Regions from separate parts of the Mus musculus genome. Here regions 1, 2, 3, 4, 5 and 6 are each linked to region 7. The links are chromatin contacts, called in public HiChIP or PLAC-seq and promoter capture Hi-C maps. All regions are on one chromosome and are shown on one strand. The core of a region is the stretch at or near the end of the contact, and the rest is flanking DNA. Distances in the headings are between cores, read along the strand shown.

Region 1 (2,700 bases), core at 34-2,533, 670 kb before region 7:
CACTGCGACCCCACGGATCTCCCAGGCCCACTGTGGCGCCCTCGGAAGGCCGCGTCTGGCGCAGCAGCTCCCCCAGCCGGACGCTGGCGCTGAATACCCCTGAACGTGCGGGGCTGGCCGGCTCCGAGGTGCTAAACTTCACACTCCAGGGCTCCAAAGGCCGCGTCAGCAGGGCTTGGCTGTCAGAGACCAGAGGACGGGAATTCAGGAAGACACTGTGGCTCCTTGGCCATTTCCCCTCCCCTTCTCGCAGTCCACTCATCCACCAACCCTCCGCCTCAACATCTACTTGGTCCTCCCCACTCTTACTTTTGAGGCTCTTCCATGAAGCCCCACGAAGTCCCCTTGGACCCCCCAGACTCATTCACCCCCATATTCATTCTCTCTCTCTCTCTCTCTCTCTCTCTCTCTCTCTCTCTCTCTCTCCCCCTCTCTCTCTCTCGCTCTCTCTCTCTCTCTCTCTCTCTTCTCCCAGCATCTCAGACTAAGCAAGAGGCCTTGCTTAGAAACTGCCCCTTCCCCGCGAATGAGTGAACCAAGTGTAAATTAGAAGCCGTTCAGAATCTTGGGTGGCATCGGATTCAGAGCCCCTTTCTGCTGAGGTTCTTGAGTGCTAAATGCCCCGTGGCCAGCTGTTTCTTTGTCCCTGTCTTCGCCTCTCCGTGCTCCTCCACTTGTCCAAGTCCTCAGTCTTCTGGCTCTTTCTCTCCCCACCTCGCGGCCTAAATGCCCAGAGACTGGCGGGGCGGGGCGGTGGGCACCGAGGGTGGGGTCCTGAACTGCCCCCGCCTCCATTCCGCCCCCTGCCGGAAAGTCCCCTGTGCTTCCAGAGCTCTGCTGGACAGATGTAGTTGGGAGCAACTGTAAAGTGCAGCGGGTGCTTCCGTGGCCCCCAGCAGGGATCCCCGGGCCTTGCACAAGCAGAAACAGAGGCCGAGGGTGGGGACGGGAGAGTCCCAAGTGTCCGGCTGCGGATCAGAGTGGGCCCGGTCGAGGTGCCCACCCTGGCCGCCTAGGCAGAGACACCTCTATTCCGCGGCCCCAGCTCACTTTCCCGGCTCTCAGATCCCTCCCCTGCACCTCCCCGCGCCCTCCTCCTCCCCAGCCTCCTCCCGCGCCCTCCTCCTTCCCTGCTGCCCAGACCGGGGGCCTCGGGTAGGCCGGGCTGCGCCAATCCGAGGCGCGTCCCGCCTCCTGACGCCGAGCTGGGCCCTGCGAGGCCCCGCCCGCTGACGTCCGGGATTTGCATGAGTTCTCGTGCCGCGGCGGCCCGGGCTCAGTTGTCTGAGCGAGCGAGCGAGCGAGCGAGCGCGAGCTGAGAGCCGGCGGGTGCAGGCAGCGGCGGCGGCGGCGGCGGCCAGGCTGTTGAGGGGCGAGTGGCGGCGGCGGGGGCCGGGCGCGTGGCGAGGTCCACGCGCAGGATCGTATCGGGGCGCCGGCGGGAGCTAGCTGTGTCTGCAGCCGCGCCGGCCGCTTGCGCCCCTGAGCGCTCGGGTTCGGCCATGGAGCTGCCAGCTGTTGGCGAGCACGTCTTCGCGGTGGAGAGCATCGAAAAGAAGCGGATACGCAAGGTAGGGGTGGCGCGCGGGTGGCGGCGCCGAGGCGCGGGAGCGGCGGCGGGAGCAGCGAGCGAGAGGCGCGGAGGGGGTGGGGAGGCTGCGGGCCGGAGCCGGGGATCCCGCGGAAGCTGATGGAGTGCTGTCTCTTCCCCCCCTACAGGGCAGAGTGGAGTATCTGGTGAAATGGAGAGGCTGGTCCCCCAAGTAAGTGGCGGCGGGGGCCGGGTGCCTCGGCACCAAGCGCCCTGGCCAGCAGACCCGTGGAGCTGGTGGGGTGGTGGGGGAGCGGACGGGAGGCGGGGTGGAGGTGGGGTGGAGAGAGGAGGGGGTGGGGAAGTCGGTGGCAGGCACTGGGAAGCGGAGCAGCCGAGCCCGAGCCGGGCGCCCTGTGTTGTGCTCCGCTCTCCGGGAAATGCCATCACTAATTTATGCGCTAAAAGGAGCCGGAGGAGCTGGAGAGACGCGGGGCCGAGCCCGGGAGGCCGGCGGAGGGAGGGAGGGCGCAGGCACTGACTGATGTGCAGCAGAAAATGGCTCCTTTCCCCTTTCCCTCCACCGAACGGCTCCATATTGCAAAACCAAAAAAAAAAAAAAAAATTTTTTTTAAAAGCGACGAAAATGCAATTGTATGCGTCCTCCCTCCTGGTGGTGCAGGGTAGGGAAGAAAAAAGACAGAAAATGTTGGGAACTGTCACTGCAGCTCTTTCGATGGGGAATTTTTTTTTTAATTTGAAATGCGAAGGCACCGGATGGAGACAGGCGCAGGCACACACACACACACACACACACACACACACACACTCGGAGAGGGAGAGGGAGAGGGAAAGAGAGGCATATTTTTGTACTGCTGAGTATTTGGGGTTTGCTTGCCAGTGACAGCGGTCTCCTGGGCCTTGAGGGGGGCGCTGAGCTGTGAGTTACCGGATTAGGGGTCCAATGCAGACCAGCTGAAGCCCTACTGGAGACTTGGGCTGGGGATAGGGAGGGGGACTGCGACTTTGCTTTTGGGCTGCTTTGCACGGAGGGTTTCTGGAGAGGAAAGTGGCCTTGGAACACGTCACAGTAACATGCTTAAAATTCTTGACGACTGCAAAATAAACTGCTAGTTTCGTTTTCTTCACCCCCTCCTTTCCTCCTGCCC
Region 2 (2,700 bases), core at 91-2,590, 810 kb before region 7:
GGAGCTCATTCTATACCTGTGGCTTCACAGTTAGCCTTCTCGTGGGATATACTCTGGATGTGTTTCCATGGGTGTCCATAAGGACTTTAACTATATGAAACAACCCAGAAAAGTCTGAGCAAATAGAACTGTTTAAACTTGCTTTTGTTTTGCACAAAACCTAAAACAGTGCCGGCAACAGCATTTTGGGGTTCACTCAGTGATGGGGATCAGTCTATCCCTCAAGACCATGATGGGGGTGAGGGGAATCCATCTTGCAGGGGGAGGTATGGGCCTAGCCCAATCCCAACGGAGCTACTGCTCCTCCTTTCTTCCCACTCTTGTAATACTGAACGGCGTCCCATCCATCCAAGTCCTGCTTTGCAGCGGGTTTATCAAGCATGATGGTTGCCATGGTTACCGCGGGGCGTTAAAGTCTGTAGTCCAGGAGAAGCAGGGGCTAGGAGTAAGGAATGATGGGGGGTGGGGGGCGCTTGAAAAGGACAAAGAACAGAAGGTGCAAGAGATAGGGGACATGGGGGAGCGTGGGTTGGGTAGTGTAGGACAGGTCCAGAAAGTGGAGAAGAGCGGGAAGGGGCACAGAAGTGAAGGAGAAGGCGGTCCGGGTGGGGGTACCTGCGTGCAGAAATTTAGTGAAAACATCTGGTGGGTTTATTATCCCTCCTGCGGGGCTTACCCGTCAGCCTGGTCCTCCGGCTCCGCCATCTCTCGTTGCTAGGCTACGCCATCAACATCCGGCGAAGTCTGGACCGCGTGCTCCAAGACCGCAGGAGGCGGGGTCTGGCAGCGTCCATCGATTCACACAGAAACACTAAGCAAACACATTAAAGAACAAATGTGTTTTGCCTGTCCGTCGCCATGTGTCCCAGACTTTCCCGGCTGGACTTAGTTCCCGTAGAGTGACCCTGATGATGTTCAGGGACTCAAAGAAAGTGGCAGGCAGGTTGGGGATGCTGGGTCCGGGAAACGCGCCTAGCTCTGGCTCTTCCACTTCCAGCTTTGGGTTACTCAAGAACCAGTACCTTTTGGGGAGCATCATTCCTTCGTAACCCTAAGTTTGAGAAATAGAAATGCAAGGGGTGAGCGCATACATGGGTACAGGGAGGCCCTGCCTTTCGGATCGAGGGCACAGGGCTCCCATCCAGGGCAGGGTCCGGGGTACTAGGCGCGTGGCGAGATCCTGCAGAGTCAGCAGAAAGCCCCGAGCAGGGGTCGACGGATGCGCAGGACCCTGAGGTTGGAGTTAGTGCCTGGCGTTCCGGGCTGAGCGGGGCTGGGCCCCGGGGCGGAGCGAGGCGGAGCGGGGGCGGAGCGGAGGCGGAGCGGGGACGGCCTCTCCATATTCCCTCCCCGCCGCGCCTCGCTTTCGGCGGCGGTGGCAGTGGCGGCGGCGGTGGTGGCTCCTGGAGCCGGCGCGTGTCCAGCCCTCGCGGCGGGACCCGGGTGGGTATCAGGGTTCTTCTGGGATCGCGGGCCGGGGATTTTGGGGTCCACTCGGGACGACGTGGCGGTTCCTGGGTACCCTGGAATCTGCACGCACCGGACCCGGGCCTGCTGCGCGGGGGTCCGGGAGTGGCTGGGGGACCGGCTCTGGGCTCTGGGCGGGGGCGATGCGGAGGAACCCGGATCTTGCTGGGGACGCCCTGGGAACTCCACCCTCGAGTGAGACTCTCTGCTTTGGGAGTGGGCCCACTCGAGGAGACTCGGTCCTCGCCTGTCTGGAGCTGTGGGCCGGGGCACTTGCGGTCTTTGTCTTGCTGGCTGGTCTGAGCATGCGAAGAACTTATGGGGTTCCTGCACTGTCAGACAGAGCCCCCAAGGTGTGCCATGCCCTCCTGGGGCGTGTGCGGTCTTAGCGTTGGGGCACTAGGGGGAAATGGTCAGGGCTATTTAAGAGGCCCCATGTCAGGATCCTCGCTTCTTTTTTAGCCTGCGCGCCTCTCTCTCTCTCTCTCTTTCCTCAAAAGAAAGAAAGAAAAAAAGGGATAGTATAAAAAGAAAAAAGGGCAATTTAAGATTGCTAAAAATAACCCACGGAACCCTGCCAGAACGCGCGGTGAGAAAAGCCTGTTCCTCCGAAGTCGGTGTCACATGTTGGCCACAATCTAGTCCAGGTTCCGTTCAGAAATAGGGGAATAGAAAAGCGTCTCTTGACTCTGTTAAAGTTTGTTCCATGGACTCTGTCAACTTCCTTTATCAGGAAAGAGAGAGAGAGGGGAAGTGTCCTGTCACCAAGCATACTGGTCAGAACATGGGTGCAAAGAGCCGGGGACTAGGGGCTCCACTCTAAATCTTAATAACTGATCAAAGAATTTAAAAGAAACTATGTATGTAGCTCTTGGAAGAAATATTGACATTAACCTTGATAGCGAATATTGAACTTAGTGGTGCGGTGACTTTGGGCACAGGGGCCGGCTAAGATTCACCCATTGGGAATTTACCAGAGTTGGTTCTTAGCTGGTTGCTGGGGATGGATCTCTTAGCTGAGCAGTACTTATGGGTTTTTTCTCTGTTTGTTTGTTTTGTCCCCCCCCCCCCCCCATAGCTTTCTGGTGAGTGGAATGTCTTGAGTATAGCTAGGAAGTTCTTCTTGGGAACTGTTGACTCTCCTGGCAATCACGGTGTCTGTTAACAGCCTCGGATCACCATGTGTGGGTTTTCGTTGTGCGAAAACAGGCCCGTGAAAGAGCTGCAGTTTAT
Region 3 (2,718 bases), core at 52-2,551, 940 kb before region 7:
GAGCTGGGCATGGGTGACATGGAGCAGTGATCAGGGGCTGAGCTTGGGAGAAGGTGGCGTTATCTTCCCAAGGGCGTCAGGAGCATAGCCTGCCTTTTGTGGCAGGGAGGCTGAGCCAGGTGGCTAAGTTTACCAAACCACCATGATCTGGGAAAGGAAGCCAGCAAAATGTGCACATGGGCCTGCACCAAGGATTCAGGGAGGCCTCAGCCTCTCTTTCCCATCTCTGGGCCATAGCCCCTGATCCCAAGCTCTGGTGTCTCTCCACTGTCAACCCCTACCAACCCCCCCTCCCCGCCCCCCGCAAACTAGCTCTTGAGGGGATGCCTAAAGACGACATTTTCACCCCGAAGAACCTGCTCCTTTCTTTTACCCCCTCCCCGGGGAACCTGACTATCCCAGCCCAGAAGAAGCAGGTCCTGCAGGCTCAGGCTTCCTCTGGCCGGCAGAGTGTGTAGGTAGGCAGCCAGGAGGCCCTGAGGAGCCAAGATTTACACCTCACCAAGTGTACACCTCACCACCGCAGAGGGCCACCAAGGTGTTAGGTAGGACTCCACCCACCACTAAGGGCTGCAGTTGGGGGAAAGGGGGTGGGAGTATGTGACATCCCTGAAGTCAAGATTTACCCAGCACCCACTTGTGGCATTCATAGCCCAAGGGTGGGAGGGCTGAAGATTCTACTTTGTTTTCCAAAGACTAACTGAAGCTCTCAAATTAATTCTAGGTACGTAGCATCCGCTAAGATCCTGGCGAACAGACACACACACACACACACACACACACACACACACACACACACACACACACACACACACGTGTCCCAGCCCATAGCTGACTCCTCATTACTGGTCCACACGCCCCAGCCCTGGAAATGACACTCTGGACAAAATCCACTCCTCCCCACCCCCACGCCGCCGCTAGCGCGGGATCCCGGGATCGCGGGGTGGGGTATGGGGGGGGGGGGTTGGGAAACGGAGGCTGAGGTCCCAGTGGGGAACACAAACAAGTCTGAGAACCTGGAGTAAGGCGGCCCGGACTCTAATGGTTTGCGGTAGGGAGGGTTCCCGGAGTAGGGCTCACCCGAGGACTCAGCGCTGGCCCCACAGCTCCTGGTGACCCCAGCCCACACCGCCACACACTCCCTCTCTCCATCACAAGGACCCAGATTCACCCACCGGACGCTGAGACTCAGGGTCTTCCGAAGTGGCGGTAGCTGAGTCCGCAGGAATCTCAGAAACAGAGTGGGCAGGACATGGGCGGGGCCTGCCGTGCACGTGACCGTGGGGAGCGGACGAGCCGGAACCGCTTACCCTGACCGGCGCCGCCATGCACTGCCCGGGACTGGCCTGCTGCACAATTCTGTTGGTCCTGGGACTCTGCGGCGCGCACTCGCGCAACGTGCTACTGATAGTTGGTGAGTGCCGCCGTCCCTGGCACGGCCACCTGCTGCTGCTCCCAGAAGCGGCCACTGGGCTCTTCCCCGCCACTGGCCCATGCTGACCCCGGCGCGCCAATTCCTTGCCGAGCCTCCTGTTGCAGGTCTCTTCCTGGTGACTCTAAATGCGTCTGGCCCTCCCGCTTCTGCCATCCCCAAGCTGGCCAGCATTCCCACATCTGTAGTCAAAGCTGCCAAGGAGACCCGGTGGACCCCGGCTACTCATGCAGACCTCTGATAAGGTTCCAGAAATGAGAATAGCCTGAGTCCCCGAGTTTTTGCAGGATGCCCTGGTCAGTTCTCTTAGCTCCTGGCCCAAAAGTACAGTACTCCAATGCCCACGCAAACCACCAAGTTCCTCCTGCATTCATGAGACTTCCTGTTTGGGTGATCAGTGCCTGGCTTGTGACAGCCCAGGCCTTCTGAGGTCTGGCTCTGGGCCAGGCCCACTCTTCTGATAAACTTTGTGGTATCTGGGCAAGCCAGTTGGTTAATTGTAACATAAACAGTGCTGTCTTTGCAGCACTACCCCCAATCTCTCCAAGGATAGTCTCGAAGATCGGCCTAGGGTGTATATCCACCGGATAGGATTGGCGCTGGAATCCTCTGGAGCCAGTTCGTGTGGCTCTGGAACTTCGGTCCTGTCTCAGCTTGGACAGCCATCACAACAAAACCTGGCAGTCTCAGGGCTAGAGAGGTGGCTCAGTGGTTAGGAGAAGTGGCTGCTCTTCCAGAGGACACAGGTTCAATACTCAGAACCCACATGGCGGCTCACAGGGATCTGTAACTGTTGTATATGTACATGCAGGGAAAATACGGACAAAGCAGAAAATAGAGTCACACTCACGCATGCACACATGCACGCCACACTACAGGCCAGGTTTTTAACAAACCAATGTAAGTCTAACAATTTCATTATATGGAGAGACTGGGTTCAGAGAGCCGGCTCCTCCCTCTGTTTCTGGGGAGGCCTTCCTGGATTGTTGATGACACCTGTCTCATTTCCAAACCTGACAGAGAAATGCCACAGTCCTGTTCGATTGGACCCCACCCTCACTTAACTGTTGAAGACTGGATTCAGATAATGACAGCAGGAATTTTAGGACTGAATGATCAGGGTCAGAGGCAAGAGCTGAGACCTCTGTGTGCAAGCAGCATGGCTTCCTGGCATGCAACAGAAGGCACACGTAACACAACCACTCCTGCCTGTCCTCCCATCTGTCCTCCTGGCTGTCCTCTTGCCTGTTCTCCCATCTGTCCTCCCTCCTGTCCTCCATCCTGTC
Region 4 (2,700 bases), core at 152-2,651, 610 kb after region 7:
AGAACACCCTTCAACAGCTGCCCTATTTCCCTCCAAGACTCCCCCTAAAGCAAGAGACTCCCCAGTCAGCCAGCCTTCTCCCTACAAGGACTTCCGGCTTCTTTGGCACGTCGGCCCCTCCCCTCCAGAGAACTACTAGTCTCCACCCCCACAACGGTTCCCCTCAGAGCAAGGTTCTTGGGGTGGTCAGATCCACAGCCAGACTCAGATCCCGCAGGAGCCAGGACAGAGGTGGGAAAGTCACCAGCAGAGACTGGCCAAAGTTTGGAAAGCAGCTCCTTTGGAATCGTCCTAGTCATTTCGCTTCCTCCCCACACCCTAAGGCCACCGCCAAGCCCACGTCAAGGCGGCAGATGCAACTGAGTCTGTGGGCACCTGGCTGCCTCCAGACTTGCAGGACCAGAGCGATCCTGCGGGGACGCTCTCAATAGGATTGTGGAACTGGCAGTCACAAGCCCCGCCCCCAGCTGTGGATGAAGCCGGAACTCCAGGACTGGGCGCGGAGTATGGGTCAGGGCTCCTGGCACTGCCATCCTGACTGACAGGGTACAACCCAGGACGGAGTCACTAGATTCCACCGCTAGGCTGGGAGATTCCGGGGAGCCAGGGCACCTCCAAGGCTCCAGGCCCAGACCCCCTGGGCGCAGTGGGGCCACCCTCAATCTGGCAGCTAAAGTCTCAGTTTTCAGTGTTTTCATCCCAAGGTATGGAAAGCTGCCCCCGCACGCCTGGTACAAGGGGGCTCGCCCCGCTTCTGGGAAGGGAGTGCATTTGGTGGGAAAGCAGACCTGTTGCTAGCCTCTGAGAGGGAAGGAAACTCTCCTTCAGAGTGCCAGGCCAATCCCCCTCCTCGCACCCCACGTGGCTGCAGAAAGTCCCTTCCAGGTGAATTCCCTAGGCTGGGAGCCGCGGCGTGCCGGCCACCTGCTGTGCCGTGCCCCTCTCCGGTCCCTCCCAATGCCAACAAGGCGACAGGCCTGCCTCCCCGGAGAACTTCGGGGACGTCCCGCACCAGAGCGGCCTGGACCAGTGGTCCAGGGTGCGGCGGGGCCCGGCCCGGAGTTGGGGAGACAAGGTCCGGAGTGGAACAGGCGACAAAACCCACGGGCTGGAGGGGACAGAGACGCGGAGGGGCACGGGGCCCCGCGCTCTCCGAAAGGCCCAGGACGCGCAGCCGCCGCCACCTGTCGCGCTCTGCGGCCCGCGGCCCCACGGGCCCTGGTAGCCAGGACGCCCGGCTCCGGGTCCTCGCTGGTGGACTCACCATGCTCACGAGGCGCGTCACCACCTGAGGCTGAGACAGGAAGCGCCGCAGGTCGAAGGAGCCGCCCGCGTTGGCCGCGCCATAGGCCCCGCTCTCCATGTCGCTTTCGCCACCGAGCCGCGGATGGCCGGGAACTAGCCGGATTGCCCCGCCCCGCCCACGGGGGCGGGTCCGGCCGCCGACAGGGCGGGGCCAACCGCCGGGAAGTAGCCCCTCCAAACTCGTGGAAGTTGGCAGCAAAACTTGGAGCTCGCAGGAGGCGCCAGGGTGCGGAAGGGGGAGGAAAAGCTCACCCCTGGGAAATATGTCCTACTGAGTTCATCCAGAAAGGATCAAAGAGTCCCCAAGAAGAGACATCCTAGGCGGCTCCCACTTTACTCTTACTTACACAGTGCCCTGGTGAAGGTCCTCTCCCATAAGCCCTCCAGACACCCAAATCCCACCAATCCAGAATCCAGGCTCGTAAATACCTGGATGTCACTTCACCATTCTGCTCCAGACCAAAGGACTGGGGCATAAGCTCTTGCCTAGCACATCAGAGGCCCCCAGTTCCAACCTCTGGACTACTGTAGTAATTAATAACTATGGCCCCCACAGTTCTGGCTACTCTTTGCTCTGGAGCTAAGCCTGAAAGCCAAAGGGCTCTGAAGGGCAGATTTCTAGACATCGTGATCACATGCTGCAAAGTACCTGGTGGCTGTTGTCTCAGGAAGAGAAAGAGGGCAGGAGAATAAGGAGTTCAAGACAACCCTGAGCTATCTGAGATCTAGTCTCAAGTACACACATACTGAGGATTGTAATTTTAAAAATTAAAACAAATGAGATCACTAGGTCATAGACTCCAGCTCCCCCTGTCCCCCAATAACATTTAGAAAGGGAACCTGATGCTTAATCGGAAGGGGTCGTGTGTCAACCCAGGGCTTCACCTTGGCCGCCAAGAGGCCTCCAGATATCCTTCTGTTGACAACACAAATTTGTTCCCAAGGAGACCATGGCTGTTGAGGGGTGTAGAGGGCTGAGAAGTGACACAGAATGGAGTCATGACAAGATGGCTTTACCACAGTCACTTCAATGGATAATGAATAATGAGACAGACTCACCTCAGTAATGAGGGGGGCTGGACAATAAGGAAACTGAGGCAGAAGCCTGCCCCACCAGAAGGGTCACCACTCGGGAGAAGACAGGAGTAGGCACAAGAGAGACTGGGCCTTCTAACAGTCTATCTGCGTCTATTTGCACCCTCCCCACACTAACAGAGCCTGTGACAAGCCGCTGGTAGGTGAGCCCAGGGCTACCTCCTAAAATCTGTTCATACACGCCATGAGTGTTTGATGAAGGAGAACTGGCTGTCAGGACTTTCCTACAAAGCCTCCCTTTCTCTCTCTCTCTCTCTCTCTCTCTCTTTCTCTCTCTCTCTCTCTCTCTCTCTCTCTCTC
Region 5 (2,700 bases), core at 100-2,599, 600 kb before region 7:
GCCAAGAGAAACCAGAGGCTGTCTGTGAGGCCTTAAAGTGCTCCACCACAGGCTTCCCCACACCACAGCCCCAGGCCACTGTGTCACCAGCCAATTCCACCCAACTCTCCCCTCCTCCAGAGTTCTCACTTCTTCTGGAAGGCTAGGAGCAGCCTCGGGTCCAAAATGTTCTCTTCTGGCTCCCAGCTGTTGTGTCTGGAAAAGCAAAGCAAAGGGGGGTGGGCGGGCTGGTGAGCAGCATCCAGGTGGGCTGCCGGGGACAGCTCCCACAGCCCCGCTGGGACAAGGGGCACTGCGGCAGAGGCTGTCCTCTGAGGTCTTAGAAGTCCTTAAAGTTAGTTAGCATCCCAGCCTCAAACCCACAGGCAAACTGCCACCTCAAACCCCAGCAGGCCAGGAGAGGACTCGACAGTCTACACTGGGAGGAAAACAAACCCCAACAAAGAGCAAAGCTGCCGAGGGAATCCCCTGGGCCTGGCCCGGAGCCAGGGAGGGGAGGGAAGGCAGGTAGGGGAGGGGGAGCCGGGGGGCACAGACGGAACAAAGTGGAGGATACCACCGAGAGCGCGGGCAGGGCACCGGGTTTGGGGAGTGGTATCTGGAGGGGATGGGGCTCAGGAAGGAGGGTGGCGGGGCAGCTACAAAGGAAGCCCTTTCCGGAGAAGGCCGGGTCCCCGTCCCTCATTGAGAAGAAAGCAAGCTCGGGCCGGGGGTAGGAGTAGGTGGGGGAGCCCTCCCACCAGTAGGAAGCTCAGGTTACAGCAGGATAACTTGGGCAAGGGGAGGGGGCCCGCGTCCCGCGCCAGCCGCGGCCAGCTCCTGGGCGGGGGCGCATGCAACAAATGGGCGCCAGAAGCGCGCGGCGCGGAGGCGGGCCGGGCTCCAGGGACTCGGGGCTGGAGGCCGCCCTGCTCGCTCCCCGTGGGCTCGTAAACAAAGGGCAGCGCCAGTCGGCCAGAGTCCTCTGGGTCCCGAGGCACAGGACTTCCCGCCCGGGCCTGCGATGCGAGGGTTCCCACCCAGGCCGGGAGGCGCGCGCGGGAAGGCGGCCGCGCACCGGAGACTCACTTGGAGGACCAGCCGCGCCACTTGACCAGGTACTCCAGCTTGCCCTGCGGAGAGATAAGAGCGGGCGGTTAGCCCCGCAGAGCGCCAGGCGCACGCGGGGAGCGGGCGGGGGCTCACGCACCTTGCGGAGCCGCTTGCTCAGGATGCACTCGGCGGCGAAGACCTGCTCGCCCACGCTGCTCAGCTCCTCCATGCCGCCGCCCGCCGCGGCCCGCGCCCCGCAGACCCCGGCTCACTGCTGCACACAAAGCGCCGCCCCCGCCGCGCCCCGCCCCGCGCACGCGCGCCGGAGTCGCCCGCGCTGCTCTACCCGCAGCCGCCGGGCCAATAGGCGCGCCGGGCGCGCGGGGCGGGGCGCGCATTGTTCGTGGTAGCCGCGGCGGGGACCAGTCCGTGGGGTTGGGCGCTCTCTGCACTGTGTCGGGAGGCTGCGTGCTCCGGGAATCCTGGGGTCCGGCCGCTCCGGATCGCAGGTCCCTGCGGAAAGCTATTGTTTGGCCAGAGGGCGGCGAAGCGGGGAGCACGCGGCGCTTCTTGCCCCCGCCAGTGAGGGGCGCTGCTCCCCACTAGTCCTCTACCAGTCAGGGGTACAAAAAGAGTGGAAAAGTACGGGGTTCGGGAGGGGACACCGAAAAAGGAGCCTCGAAACTCTACTTAAGGTTGTAGATGAAAAATTCAGGTCACTGGAAGAAGACTGAACTCCGAACTCTTAACTAAAGAGTTGTGAAAATGGGACCTAGTTCCCCGACTTTTAGTACGCGCGTGGGGACACAACCAACTTGATTTTTTTCTTAGTTTATTTCACGATTTTGGTGACGTCGACGTGGGCCAGAGGGATCGGTGTGCAGACTTGGGTGTAACTGGATTCTTGTCACTGCTTGCTAGCTCTGCTAGTAAAGTCCTTTGGATCAATTTCCAGGGGTGGCCCCGGTCCTCCCAGGTCGCCATGGCTTAGGCGCCCTACCCATTTATTTTCCCGCTCAGACATAAATTCCGTTGAACAGTCTCCTTTGTAAGTTTTGAAGCGAGTCAAGCACATGATGAAAGAAGCGTTCTCTCATTTAATAAAGCAGAATCCAATGAAAATTCGCTTTCTGGTTTTGCCTCTTTCTTGAACAGGCTGCGAATCCAAAGTCACACCTTTGTAGGACCTTGTCTTCACGTAACCGTGAACCTATTTATGAAGGAGTAATATCTTTTGGTTGTAAAGCTTTCTGCCCTAAGAAACGAATATCGGGAAACCACTGGGTTTTAGGGTATTCTTCAGTTTAGTTGGTTGGTTAAATCTGCTTTGGAAAGAGCTCGCAGCTGTTTGCAGAGGGGGCAGGGAAAGAGACATTTTTTTTCCTTCTTTTTTCCTTCTTGAGAGCGCAATGATTGCTCATTTAGGTGCTTGGTGCAGTAGTGGATGAAGCAAGGGGGAAGAGAGCCGCTGAAGTCTCCCAGACAGCTCTTTTTGTCCCTGTTCAGATCAGCTGGGCAGTAAATGGTTGCGCTGTACAAAGGTGTGCTTATTGTAATCCTATAAATAGCTGGATCCATTTCAACTGCTGCTTGCGCTTCGGGATTCTATGGGGTGTCACATTTACTGTTAGAATCTGCCCACTATTCCCTTTCTGGAACAGGGTATAC
Region 6 (2,700 bases), core at 118-2,617, 810 kb after region 7:
CAACATTCGACCTGCCCTCTGGAGCCCAACGACCTCCCTCCCAACAATGACCACTTGGGTAGAGGCAGAAGCAGCAGCACTGGCCAATGTCAACCGATGTGTACATCCTCAGCTGGTGCTGACTCCACACTATGCAGACCGGCCAACCCCAGGTAACAGGACTGCAGTAGGAAGGGAAGCTCTTCAGTCTCCTGGCTCCCACCGATGTGGTTTCTGCTCTGGATCTGCCGCAGCCAGCCAGGTACCAACGCCACCTGCATGTAGCTCAGGGACATCAAAGCTGTTGAGAACGTTTTCCCACTGAACTGAGCCTGGGTGGGTCCTTCACCTGTTCTTGACATTCTTCCTGAATCTGGAAATTGAGGACATGCTTGTGTGACTATCGTGTCACATGGTGGCCACCAGATTGTTCTCCATGACTCCTGCCACCTTTGTGTCTGAAGGTGGGACTGTGCCTGACCAAATGACCATGATACCCACCCCCCGCCCTCCACCCCATGCTGGCTTTGGCAAAGCAGCTGGATAAGCTCTGAGTTGCTGATAGAGGGGGCTATTTAGCCAGAAGTAGAGTGTGGTCTCCATCTGATCGTCAGCAAAGAAACAGGTCCAACAGCCCACATAGTGCGAGCCTGACAGCCCACAAGGAACTGACAGACACCAACTGGCTGAGTTGAAGATGGATCTTTCTTTCAGACGATTAGCAGTTCAGACTAGGATGGCAGCTTCATGAGAGCACAAGTGGAGGACCTGGCCAGAGGCTTGGACCCCTGAACCTCACTGTTTTGTTTTAAGCTCACTGTCTTGGTGTCATTTGTTACAAAGTATCTGGGAGCTAGTCTGCAGTCCTGTGAAGTTGAACACAAAATGATGAGCTATGATATCAAGACAGCAGCCACCCTGGTCAGGTCTCTCTCTCTCTCTCTCTCTCTCTCTCTCTCTCTCTCTCTCTCTCTCTGCTGACTAGCAAGGCTGGCACTAGGAAACAGTGTCTGAGATACGGGATCTGAAGCAGGTTCCTGGAGAAGACTCCAGAGCTATCACATCTTTGCTGGGTGATAACGGGTAAATGGTCTGACTAGCACATGCCCAAGCTTCCGACTTGGAAGGTGGAACTGGTGCTGGTCTGTCCTTTTTCTCATAAAAGGGATAAAGAAAGCAGCCTCCTAACCAAATACTCACCCTGCACTGCCGGAGAGATCCCAGCTTTTAGGACAGCTCGGAAGGCATCTGCGCGGTGCAGCTGCAAGGCGTGGTCTTGTGTGTTTTGCCGAGGGAGAAGTGGAAGCCCAGAGAAGTTAAAAGGAAGCACAAGACCATATAACCAATCAGCGGGCCAGCTCAACTAGCCTCATAGCTCTACTTCTAATGGGTGTGTGATGGGCGGGGCAGACTCCTGCAAGCCCGTCCTTTCTGAGGTCCGAGGTGTTCCTGCAGCGTGTAGAGTGGGCGGAGCTTCCAGGAGATCCCTGGTGGGGCGTCCTCCTAGAGCCTGGGGAGTTTGGAATCTTTGTGCCTCTTTATTAGACTTGCATAGCCCAGACTGGCCGAGCCTGAGAAGTGAATTTTTCTGTATTAAATAATTTTCCTGTTCCTGATAAGATCCAGCAACAAAAGGAGTCTAAGGAAGGAAAGGGTTGTTTGGTTCACAGTTCAAGGTCATTGTGGGGATGGTGTGAAAGCCAGAGTGGGAGACAGCTGGTCACATGGCATCCTCTGTCAGGAAGCAGAGAGAGACAGAGACAGAGAGAGAGAGGAGAGAGAGAGAGAGAGAGAGAGAGAAAGAGAGAGAGAGAGAGAGATGCTGGTCACATGACATCCTCAGTCAGGAAGCAGAGAGATGGATGCTGGTCACATGACATCCTCAGTCAGGAAGCAGAGAGAGAGATGGATACTGGTGCCAGGCTCTGTTCCTCCTTTTTGTTTAGTCCAAGACCCCAGCCCAGGAGGATTGTATCCAGTTCTCAATTCTGTCAAGTTAACAAGATTCATCTTTACATTCTCTGTCTCTCTCCCTCATAGGCCAAAGGCATGCATCTTGGGCTGTGCACACAGGGGCTGTGCTGGCAGCTTCTGGCCCACGTGAACCCACAGTGAAGCCCGAAGCAAGCTGTGGGCAGGAGGGCAGCAGGAAATGCTTATCCTGCAGGCTTCTGCAGAGCGGGTTCTAGTTTATACGATCTTCATGGGAGTCTTCCTTTGTGGCTGGTGGGTCATTCTCATTTCCACATCTGTGTTAATTAGCTCTAAAAGCATAGGAGGTGTAGGTTTTAATCTGATTGGTTGCCTGATCACATACTACAGGCTAGGGGCTGAAACCACAGTCACTGAGAGGGAGGAGGGAAGAGGGAGGAGGGAGCTGTCTGTTGTCTCCTCGAGCTCCATTCTGAGGACCAGCTTGGGCTACTTTTCCTGTTGAAATGACAAGACAACCTAATGGAGCAAGGATTTACTGTGGTGCATGGTTTGAGAGTGCAGTCCTGGCGTGGTGTGGAGTCTGAGGCAGGGGCCAGGTAGCATCTGTGAGCAGGAAGCAGAGATGAGTCTAGGCACTCAGCTCATGTTCTCCTTGTTATTCAGCTCAAGTCCACAGCCCATAGAACGGTGCCACCCACATCCAGGGACGGTCTTCTTACCTCAGCTAAGCCAATCTAGAAGACTCCTCCCTCACAGACATGCGCAGAGGTTGGCACCCTAGGTGAT
Region 7 (2,922 bases), core at 173-2,672:
AAAACTCAGCTGGCAAAGTGATAGACTTGCAAGCACAGAGGTGAATCCACTGCCCAGAAATCATGTTACGAAAATGATGGGTGTGGTGTTGCAATCCTGGTGCAAGGGGTACTAGAGCTTCCTGGGACTCACTGGGGCTCAGTGGCCAGCCAGGCTAGCCTACTCAGCCAGTTCCAGGCCATCCAGAAACCGAGGTTGTCCTCTGGCCTCTAGGGGAACGCAAGTGCACCTGTGAATATATAAACCCACACAGATGCGTGTTCTCTCTCTCTCTCTCTCTCTCTCTCTCTCTCTCTCTCTCTCTCTCTCTCTCTGTGTGTGTGTGTATGTGTGTGTGTGTGTGTGCGCGCGCGCGCGCGCGCGCCCCTGGAACACCGACTCTGCCATCTCTCATAAAGGTTAAGCTGGGCAGAACTGAGCAATGTATTATTTAGAGTTGCACAGCTATGTGTTGTCTGCAAAGGAAGGCTTGAGAAAGATGAGCACAGTATTCGGGACCATGCCTCCCGTTGCAGGTGTAAGGAGAGGAGCTGGGAATTGGAAGGAATACCTAGAGTGCTTTAAAAATCCTACGAGCAATCTGCTATTCCGAGTGGAGAAGCTGTAACAAATAGAAGGTGGCTGATTGGGACTTGGTTTGGTCTGACACGAACATCAGAGAATTCAAGAAAGATGGCCTGCCAACCCAAGCACAGAAGAGGGAACCCAGCACATTTCTATTTTTCACATGTAATTTAGTATATATTCTAACGTTAGTTAGTGTATGTCCCAGAGGACAAAAAGGGGTGGAAGAAAGGGTTGTTTTTCACCGTGTTGGGTTACATATTTTGAATTCGTCCCAACTGTGCATCGGTTACTTCCCAGAAGGCTTTTGGGAGACTCAGGGATGAGGCTGAAGTCAGGAGGCAGGGCTGACTCTCTCCATGGTTGATGAGGGCCTCTTAAAGTCCTTACATGCCACCACTGTCTAGGACTGAGCCGGTATCACACAGCACAGAGCTCAGGGCAAGGCAGGCTGGGAAAAGATGAACCGGGGTCCTCCGTTTGTAAGGGCTATTGACTACAGTCGGCGGCGGGAACACACCACCATCCTCTGGTCCTGCTGTGGAATCTGGTCAGCATTGGCTATGACCAGCTGGAACTGCTCAGAAGAGGGTCTGAGGACTAGGGCGGCAGAGAGGAGTCCTAACTTCTAAACTTCCTGAGACGAAGGTCGGGGGGACCAGGCAAAGAACCCTGAAGCTTAACTGGGGAACGACAGACAACTCCTTTGCTGGATTTCCGCGCCTCAATTACAAGCTCAAGCGAAAAACTACGATTCCCAGCAGCCCGGCGCTCAGTGCGCAGGCGCAGAGCAGAGACTGGGTGGGCGAGTAGAGGAAGACACATAGAGCAAAGGCTGCCGGGAAGACGTGGCTGTAGGCAACCGAGAGTGCGGCGCAGGAAGACACTTAGAGCAGAGGCTGCCGGGAGCGCGCGGCCAGAGTGAGGCGCAGGCGCAGAACAGAGACTGCCGGGAGCGCGCGGCGGGGCGGAAGTGGCCGCCTGCCCTGTCCGGCCCTACGCAGGTAGGCGGCAGCCCGCAGGCTCCGGAGCCAGGCCCTCAGTGGGTGAGTGACGGTGCGCCCGCGGCCGGGTGCCCTCCCTCGCTGTGTTCTGGGGCCTGTTGCCACCCGCATCCGTCCGGCCCGGCCCCAGGCACCTCAAACTCCCCCCCGCAGCTAGGCTGTGACGGGTGCCGGACAGACAGACGTCTTTCCCCCTCTGGCTTGTGTGGGAGACCTCCCCTTTCTGATGAGGGTGCCGTGCTGAAGTAGTGCGAAACTTCTTCCTCTTCTGACTAGCATGCTTCAAATGCCCCTAGCGACAGTACCTTCCCTCCCTCCCTGCCTGGCCTGGGCACGGGCTCTCCAGTTTGGCACTTGATCACCTCTCTAACAGACCCACCTACGCACCCCATCCTCACCTGTAACCGCCCACTTCCTTGCTCCTGTCCTGGCTCTTCTTGCTGTCATCTAAGATTGGACCTTCCCCCTAGGCAGCATAGTGCACTATCCTTTTTTACTACCCGACTACCGACACCCCCTGCTTCTTCTGCACACCCCCTAGTCCCTTTCTGCACATACAACCCTAATCTCGGCTAGACTCTCCCAGCCTCGAAGTCGGGCATCACCTGGTCCATCCTTACAGAGCTTCCTGCCCCTAGCACCTGTGACATTCATACGCCTCCAGTAAACCCAAGCACCTTTCTGCAGTCACTCGGGAGTGCCTCAGTAACCAGCTTCATTTCCCAGTTCCATCTCAGGTCTATATACTGGACAAAGCTTAGACCTGGGAACCTGGTCTCACGGTGTCAGTGGGGCCTGACTGACTAGATCTTACAAGCTCCCAAGACTGTCCTGCATGTACTGCAGACCCTGCCTTGGGAACTCCTTCTCCCTGCCCCTCTGGGGCTTGTCTGAGGACCATCCTTCTGGACTGGGCTACAGGCCCTCCTTTGAGCTGCTCCCTAGACCTCGGCCTAGCAGTCTTGCTGGAACCCGTGAGCACAGCCTACTTCCTTCTGGATAAGACAAGGGATCTCTGTCACATAGAGCCCAGAGCGTCTTTGCTTGGCTAGAGACAGAATTCTGTGTGCTTTCTTGCTTTCTTTGTTCCATTTGACCTGTTATAAAAAAGTAAATGCTTCTTGCAACTGAATGGACCATGTACTGTGACCATATTGTCCCTCAGTCCCCTTTACCACGTAATATGCACCAGTGTGTCCAGGAATGCATGACATCCTCTGCCTGCTGAGCAGCGGGGACAGGAGGAGAGGTCTAGAGAGTGGAAGAGGCAGGTGTCCCGTTGCCACCCACCTGACTGTGGCATGTGTGCCCATGAAGCTCCCACAGATACGTGCGACCCTGTCACCTGAGCCTT

The links. Promoter capture Hi-C pulls out the DNA fragments that hold promoters and counts their contacts. HiChIP or PLAC-seq counts read pairs in DNA pulled down with a chosen protein or histone mark.
Region 1: a promoter capture Hi-C map of hippocampal neurons shows a contact between it and region 7, with 5 times the contacts expected there. The contact joins the promoter of Cbx4 here to the promoter of Cant1 in region 7. A contact is called at or near these places in 7 of 39 promoter capture datasets (the 3T3-L1 cell line, 3T3-L1-derived adipocytes, the C10 cell line and 4 more), 1 of 484 Hi-C or Micro-C datasets (Th1 cells) and 3 of 115 datasets of contacts at active chromatin or transcription factors (forebrain, memory CD8 T cells and pancreatic cancer cells).
Region 2: a contact with region 7 is called in a FOXA1 HiChIP or PLAC-seq map of pancreatic cancer cells. The contact joins the promoter of Tbc1d16 here to the promoter of Cant1 in region 7. A contact is called at or near these places in 3 of 39 promoter capture datasets (embryonic stem cells, hippocampal neurons and stem cell-derived epiblast-like cells) and 5 of 115 datasets of contacts at active chromatin or transcription factors (astrocytes, bone marrow-derived macrophages, embryonic forebrain and 2 more).
Region 3: a FOXA1 HiChIP or PLAC-seq map of pancreatic cancer cells shows a contact between it and region 7. The contact joins the promoter of Sgsh here to the promoter of Cant1 in region 7.
Region 4: a contact with region 7 is called in a promoter capture Hi-C map of pre-B cells, with 2.9 times the contacts expected there. The contact joins the promoter of Syngr2 here to the promoter of Cant1 in region 7. A contact is called at or near these places in 2 of 39 promoter capture datasets (neutrophils and pre-B cells), 1 of 115 datasets of contacts at active chromatin or transcription factors (microglia) and 1 of 9 other capture datasets (adipose tissue).
Region 5: a contact with region 7 is called in a promoter capture Hi-C map of hippocampal neurons, with 7 times the contacts expected there. The contact joins the promoter of Cbx2 here to the promoter of Cant1 in region 7. A contact is called at or near these places in 10 of 39 promoter capture datasets (the 3T3-L1 cell line, 3T3-L1-derived adipocytes, the C10 cell line and 5 more), 2 of 484 Hi-C or Micro-C datasets (cortical neurons and embryonic stem cells) and 8 of 115 datasets of contacts at active chromatin or transcription factors (astrocytes, embryonic forebrain, embryonic hindbrain and 5 more).
Region 6: a contact with region 7 is called in a promoter capture Hi-C map of pre-B cells, with 2.4 times the contacts expected there. The contact joins the promoter of 2900041M22Rik here to the promoter of Cant1 in region 7. A contact is called at or near these places in 1 of 39 promoter capture datasets (pre-B cells), 1 of 484 Hi-C or Micro-C datasets (CD4 T cells) and 1 of 115 datasets of contacts at active chromatin or transcription factors (memory CD8 T cells).

What each region holds. Positions count from the first base shown.
Region 1 is chr11:119,084,820-119,087,519 of GRCm38.p6, reverse strand. Cbx4 (chromobox 4) reads left to right here and starts at 1,283. Exons shown (of 5, transcript NM_007625.2): 1 at 1,283-1,571; 2 at 1,720-1,763. The coding sequence starts at 1,503.
Region 2 is chr11:119,227,139-119,229,838 of GRCm38.p6, reverse strand. Tbc1d16 (TBC1 domain family, member 16) reads left to right here and starts at 1,340. Exons shown (of 12, transcript NM_172443.3): 1 at 1,340-1,443. Ccdc40 (coiled-coil domain containing 40) reads right to left here and starts at 1,267. Exons shown (of 21, transcript NM_001364767.1): 1 at 1,092-1,267; 2 at 677-811. The coding sequence starts at 705.
Region 3 is chr11:119,354,093-119,356,810 of GRCm38.p6, reverse strand. It overlaps Sgsh (N-sulfoglucosamine sulfohydrolase (sulfamidase)), which reads left to right and starts at 1,301. Exons shown (of 8, transcript NM_018822.3): 1 at 1,301-1,414. The coding sequence starts at 1,327. Slc26a11 (solute carrier family 26, member 11) reads right to left here and starts at 1,254. Exons shown (of 17, transcript NM_178743.3): 1 at 1,176-1,254; 2 at 1-3.
Region 4 is chr11:117,808,368-117,811,067 of GRCm38.p6, reverse strand. Syngr2 (synaptogyrin 2) reads right to left here and starts at 1,401. Exons shown (of 4, transcript NM_009304.2): 1 at 1,265-1,401. The coding sequence starts at 1,363.
Region 5 is chr11:119,021,670-119,024,369 of GRCm38.p6, reverse strand. Cbx2 (chromobox 2) reads right to left here and starts at 1,349. Exons shown (of 5, transcript NM_007623.3): 1 at 1,190-1,349; 2 at 1,069-1,112; 3 at 130-195. The coding sequence starts at 1,261. Gm35829 (a long non-coding RNA gene) reads left to right here and starts at 531. Exons shown (of 3, transcript XR_389218.4): 1 at 531-1,097.
Region 6 is chr11:117,609,914-117,612,613 of GRCm38.p6, reverse strand. It overlaps 2900041M22Rik (RIKEN cDNA 2900041M22 gene), which reads right to left and starts at 1,367. Exons shown (of 2, transcript NR_015489.2): 1 at 1,180-1,367; 2 at 1-352. Gm35170 (a long non-coding RNA gene) reads left to right here. Exons shown (of 4, transcript XR_003949818.1): 4 at 1-791.
Region 7 is chr11:118,417,618-118,420,539 of GRCm38.p6, reverse strand. Cant1 (calcium activated nucleotidase 1) reads left to right here and starts at 1,422. Exons shown (of 5, transcript NM_001025617.2): 1 at 1,422-1,610; 2 at 2,886-2,922.